2 separate regions of the Mus musculus genome follow, and region 1 is linked to region 2. Evidence: chromatin contacts called from public Hi-C data. All regions are on one chromosome and are shown on one strand. The core of a region is the stretch at or near the end of the contact, and the rest is flanking DNA. Distances in the headings are between cores, read along the strand shown.

The links. A called contact is a pair of places that touch in the nucleus more often than the background predicts.
Region 1: a contact with region 2 is called in a Hi-C map of stem cell-derived neural stem cells, with 2.9 times the contacts expected there. The contact joins two enhancer-like sites. A contact is called at or near these places in 11 of 484 Hi-C or Micro-C datasets (B cells, DN3 thymocytes, the N1E-115 cell line and 7 more) and 2 of 115 datasets of contacts at active chromatin or transcription factors (large pre-B cells and pancreatic cancer cells).

What each region holds. Positions count from the first base shown.
Region 1 is chr10:14,331,496-14,334,195 of GRCm38.p6, reverse strand. No RefSeq gene overlaps it. Among named protein-coding and RNA genes, the nearest start is that of Gm40603, 10 kb to the right of the region's middle. Within about 2 kb of position 1,370, at least 77 of the 459 cell types and tissues checked have an H3K27ac peak or open chromatin away from gene starts, as enhancers often do. A contact at or near this core is called in stem cell-derived neural stem cells, where this site is marked.
Region 2 is chr10:13,428,363-13,431,062 of GRCm38.p6, reverse strand. All of the region lies in intron 1 of Phactr2 (phosphatase and actin regulator 2), which reads left to right. Among named protein-coding and RNA genes, the nearest start is that of Phactr2, 45 kb to the left of the region's middle. Within about 2 kb of position 1,427, at least 35 of the 459 cell types and tissues checked have an H3K27ac peak or open chromatin away from gene starts, as enhancers often do. A contact at or near this core is called in stem cell-derived neural stem cells, where this site is marked.

The DNA.
Region 1 (2,700 bases), core at 121-2,620, 900 kb before region 2:
CCTTCTCAGCCTCCACCATCATGTGAACTAATATCCTCTGACAAATATACATATATGAACGTATATAATGTATTCTATCATGCATACCTACAACGTACATAGACCATGTATTTATGACGCCATTGTCGTGTGTGCTCTGTTTCTCTGAAAGCACATCTTCTGCACTGCATTTTTTCTGTGAAAGCATAGCATTCCTTGCCCTGGGGGCTGTGAGGAGAAACAGGGCAGTGTTCAACAGAAAGCCTATGAACCCCTAATCCACTTGGACCGGGTCCTTGATGCACTAGCCGAATCCCTAAGACCCTTCACATCCTTATCTCAATCTTCCTCTTCCCCATTAGTAAGCTAAGTGCATGTGTGGTGCTCAGTAAACAGTGGGGTCACATCAGTCCCCACAGATGATAAAGTTGTTCTTTACAAAGTTTGCGAGTGGGAGCCTATTCACTGAATAAAAGATGTGCGCCTGGGTTGCAAGAATTTAAACGTTACCATCTCCTTCAGAAGGTGCAGGTTTTCCTTTAAGTCCACATGCATTATTCATCAGCTTTAATTCTGTCGTGTTGACCTAGAATTTCATGGCCCTGCAATGCTGCTGCATACCAAGCATCTTCTAGGAATAAAGGTCTTTCTGAAGCTTCAAATAACATAGAGGCTCCTGTATCTCTATTTCCTGGTGTATCATGTGACAACCCATCATAAGCCCTCCATAAAGTCTTCTCCTTTCTAGTGGAAGAAATTCATCTGCCAGCACTGCTCTGAGCACAGAATACATTCCTGCCCTGGAAATGCATGCTTAAATATTTAATGCAAGCATGAATGTGAAGAGCTTCTGGCAGCTGCGGGAAAAGGAGCTGATGGGAAGGGGGAAATAAACTTCATTTGAGAAGATTAAATGAGCTGAAAAATGGCCTCAGTGGTATTCTATAACTCTATAGTAAACAAACCCTGGAGACCAAAAACAAAAACAAAACAAAACAAAACAAACAAACAAACAAACAAACAAAAAGCACATGGAATGCTTGTCCCATGCAAGAAAGTGAACACAGTACAGAATATTCAGGGGGTTCCAGTTTGAAGTAAAATCCAGGCTAGGACAGTGCCAACCACTGTCTACAGCCTCCCTTATAAATCAGCCCTGCCCCTGGGGAAGACAGATGGCTTAGTATCTAACACAGACATAACCACAACCCAAGCTGAGTGAGACCTGCCAGCAGCCAAAGAACAAGGGCGCCTTAGAGAAAAGATAAATTGGGCTCTCTTTAAACCCCACTGAAGCTGTTCCTCTGGCAACTCCAGGTACAGCAGGGGGCACCAGCATCTTCCAACACACAGGCTACCAGCTGTACAACCTTGGCAAGACAGCCTGTAACCACAGCCATGTGATGGTGTGTCATTAACTCGAGCTCTCGAGCCCCAGGGTCTTCCAGACTGTGCACAGGCATGGCTGGAGTCGGCTTTTGAAGGTTGAGAGCATCTGCATTCCAGGGCTGGGTTGGAGCAGGGAATGTTAGTCAGCTTTCCTCAGCACAGAAAGTACCAGACTTACTCCCTGCCAACTTATAAATAAATGATGTAGGTGGAGCACGCAGGGTCACAGCTACCCAGGCTAAAGGCCCATGCACTTCTGTTTCCAGGAAAGTCAGAATGAAATAACAGAGCCCTGAAAGCAGCAGGAACTTCTCAAAGCCAGGAAAAACCTGTGGGGTCAGGGCAGCTTGGAGGACTGATGGCGGTGACCACGTAAAGCAAGACTCTCAGGCATAAGTCATTCCCTTTTGTGTGGTTCATTTTGATTAACTTGCCTTGTGCATATGGAACATCTTGTACACCAAGAAAGCCCATGCAGAATTGGCTTTGTTGAGGGTGTACTTTTAAAGTTCAACACTTTTAAAGATAGAATAAATCTCAGATGAGATAAAAAGTAGTGCTCTATGATAAAAGGTGGAGTATCAAATAGTCTTTCTTCAAAAGGCTTCTAGGAACCTATCACATATAGATATACACATTCCGATACACACTCCTGGATCCAGATTTTAAACTTGATAGGCAACTCTTCATTCTGTGATAGTCTCAGGTTTTTTTTTTTTTTTTTTTTTAACTTTCATAGCTAACCTAAGAAGCTACTCACATTATGAGAATGTGCACGGCCTCCCTGAAGTCATGTGATCATATTCTACCCATTAAGATGACGGCACTCAGGTGAGAGTCTGTGGGAAATAATTAGGTTGTGGGGGAGGAGCCTCACTAATGAGGCCACCATCTTTATAATGAGGCCTCGGCAGCACATTTATTATTATTGTGTGAAAATACAAAGAAAATGGCAGTCAATTATCCCCAAAGATGGCCCTCACTGGTACCACCAACCCCCCAGACCTATGCAGAACAAGTTGCTATTGCTCATAATCTGAACTTCTTCAAGAAACATTCCCGTGTGATGCTTTGTGGAAGGAGTAGTTTGTGTCTCCCCTTCATAACCATATGGACAAGCATTACGTACTGCTGTTATGGGACTGATTCTTGACAATGCTCTGTGGCCACCTCTCTCTGAGGCCAATTTGATTTACTTTCTGGACTCACCTGGAGGTCATCTTGATTACTGAACAGAAAACATCCAGCCAAACTATATTAGTCTGAAAACAAGGACTTAAAATACCTAGAATATTTTTTGTCTCCAATTCCATGGTTCCCTAGGGTTTCCTT
Region 2 (2,700 bases), core at 178-2,677:
ATATACACACACACACACACACACACACACACAGAGAGAGAGAGAGACCCCTCACCTAAAACACAGAAAGTTTTAAGATATCATGGAAAATCTTTTTATGAATATTGGTTAAATAATTGAGTATTTATGAATACTGGTAAGTTTAAATTTAACTATGTGGTGGGTAATTAGTGCACAGTGTGCAACTGGCGTGTTAATGAGGGCTATAACTAGACAAATAGCTAACAGGTTTGAAAACTTTTTTTTTGACAAATAGGTGATTCAATGAGGATATTTTCATCGTTTAAGAGTTCAACCTTGTATCTGCTAGTGATCTTCTGAGTGTCACGATTTCCAAGCGTTACTTGTGAGCCAATGAGATGTGTGAAAGGTCATACTTACAAAGGTCCTTAAAAATCCCTTGGTGAAGGGTCGGGGAGGTGGCCCAGTTGTGAGGTGATCGATCTGCTGTCCAAGGGAGAGGACCTGGGGTTGGTCCCATAGAGTTTACTTTGAAAGTTAAGATGCAGTGGTACACTCCTGTGGTGCTGGGGATGCAGAGGAGAGACAGGGGCATCCCTGGAGCTTGGTAATCAGTCAGTATAGCCTCACTGTTGAGTTCCATGCTGAGTGACAGATAGTCGAGAGAGAGAGAGAGAGAGAGAGAGAGAGAGAGAGAGAGAGAGAGGGAGAGGGAGAGAGAGCGAGAGCGAGAGCGAGAGAGAGAGAGGGAGAGGGAGAGGGCGAGAGAGAGCGAGTGAGAGAGAGAGAGAGAGAGAGGGAGAGGGAGAGGGAGAGGGAGAGGGAGAGAGAGAGAACACAGGATATCAATTTCTGAAACACACACACACTCACACTCAGTTAACCATTTAGTTTTCTCTCTTCACCTGTGGCTTTGTTTTATCTGGTATATAGGATATTTTTAGGCACCAGGTCGGAAATTTTGAGAGCCACATCACTGGAAGGTTGAACACTGATAATTTCTCCCTTATATTTTCTGTGATAAGATGTTTTTAGAAAGTTTTCAAGGTATTAAAAAAATGTCAAAATGGGGGGCAGGGTTGGAGGGGGGAGGAAACCCTCTTTACTGCTGTTTGAACTTTGGGCACAAGATGGCGCCGAAGTCACACCAATTAAACCCAAAGCCAGGCATTTTGTGTTGGTACTGAACAGCTTCTATTGAACACAGAAAAACCAGTTTGTCCTTTGTGAGTTTCTCTCTTGTCAAGTTCTCTAGAACTTAGGAAGAATTCTTACATTAATTCTTGTTTTTAACGACTTAACGTTTATTTATTCTCCAATCTATTAAAACTCTGACTTCACTGCTTTGTTGAATCAAAATCCTTTTCTTCTTGGGATAAACTGTTTTCAGAAGACAATTGACTCTTAAATACATTAAGTCTTACTAAGTGGACATTTGTTTTCAATTTAAAGGAGGAAAAGTCTATGTTCCAGTCTGTGAACAAATTTTTTTTTTTTTTTTTTTTAAGTTTTTAGGAACGTTTAGAGTTGCTGTGTTCAGCCAGTACAGTATAATCACTTTTCTGGAAGGAGATATGTCAGGGAAAGCCAATGTCCTTGGCTAAACCGAATCCTTCTAAATTGATGTCCGGCAGGATTAGAGCAGATGTATGTATCCCAAGGCTGCCGGCTTTATTTTGGCTGGGAACACGGCGCATCTGCGCACGGATGTCTTCACGCTGGATTAGTCTTTGTGGGATGGGATTTACAGTCCAAGGCTGAGTTTCTTAATTACCTCTGCGTTATATAACGCCCAGGGGACAGCCAGGACAGGAGGCTGCTGTGTGACACTCTGCTCTCCGGGACAGTGCCCGGAAGGTCTTCTCACACTTTTTCTAGATGACACAGTTTTGCAAATCATAAGATTTTCTTTCTGTTCCTGAAAAAGTGAGTTTACTAAACATATTCATTAAAAAAAAAAAACCCTAAACTTGAATATACAATAAAGCCAAAAGTTCTCTGAGCTCCCCTCTGACTCATGTTAAGTTTTGTGTTTGATCACCAAGTACCTGGTCCCTGTGAGAAACTTGTTTGTAACATTCAACTTTTTTGTTCAAAACTTCTTTCTGTTGAAAGAGACAAGATTTACTGGGTTTTTTTGTTTGTTTGTTTGTTTTGGTTTTGGTTTTTTAACGTAAGCTGAAACTTATTTGAAAACAAAAATTACACGGCACAGTTATATGGCAGATACAATTCTTAATACTCTATGGCACACGAGCGATAGCCAAACCTTGGGTAGCACACTTCCGTCCTTCCCAGGAAAAGCTTTCAGAGTCTGTGGTTTTCCCTTATGAGGGTAGCAGTGGTGTTCTTTTGTGGGAGGAGATTGCAAAGCTGGGTTTTGATAGTAGAACCCCAATTTGAAGGACATGCACGTACCGTATCTGTACAACATGACACTACACACATCACACTATACACACATCTCATCCCACACACCACACACACCTCACCACACATACCACATACAACACACACCACAGACAACACACACACCACACACAACACACACACACACCACACCACACACAACACACAGAGACCACACACACACCACACCACACCACACCACACACACCATACACACACAGACCACACATACACACCACACCACACCACACACACCATACACACACAGACCACACACACAGATCACACCACACCACACACACCACACCATACACACCACACCACACACCA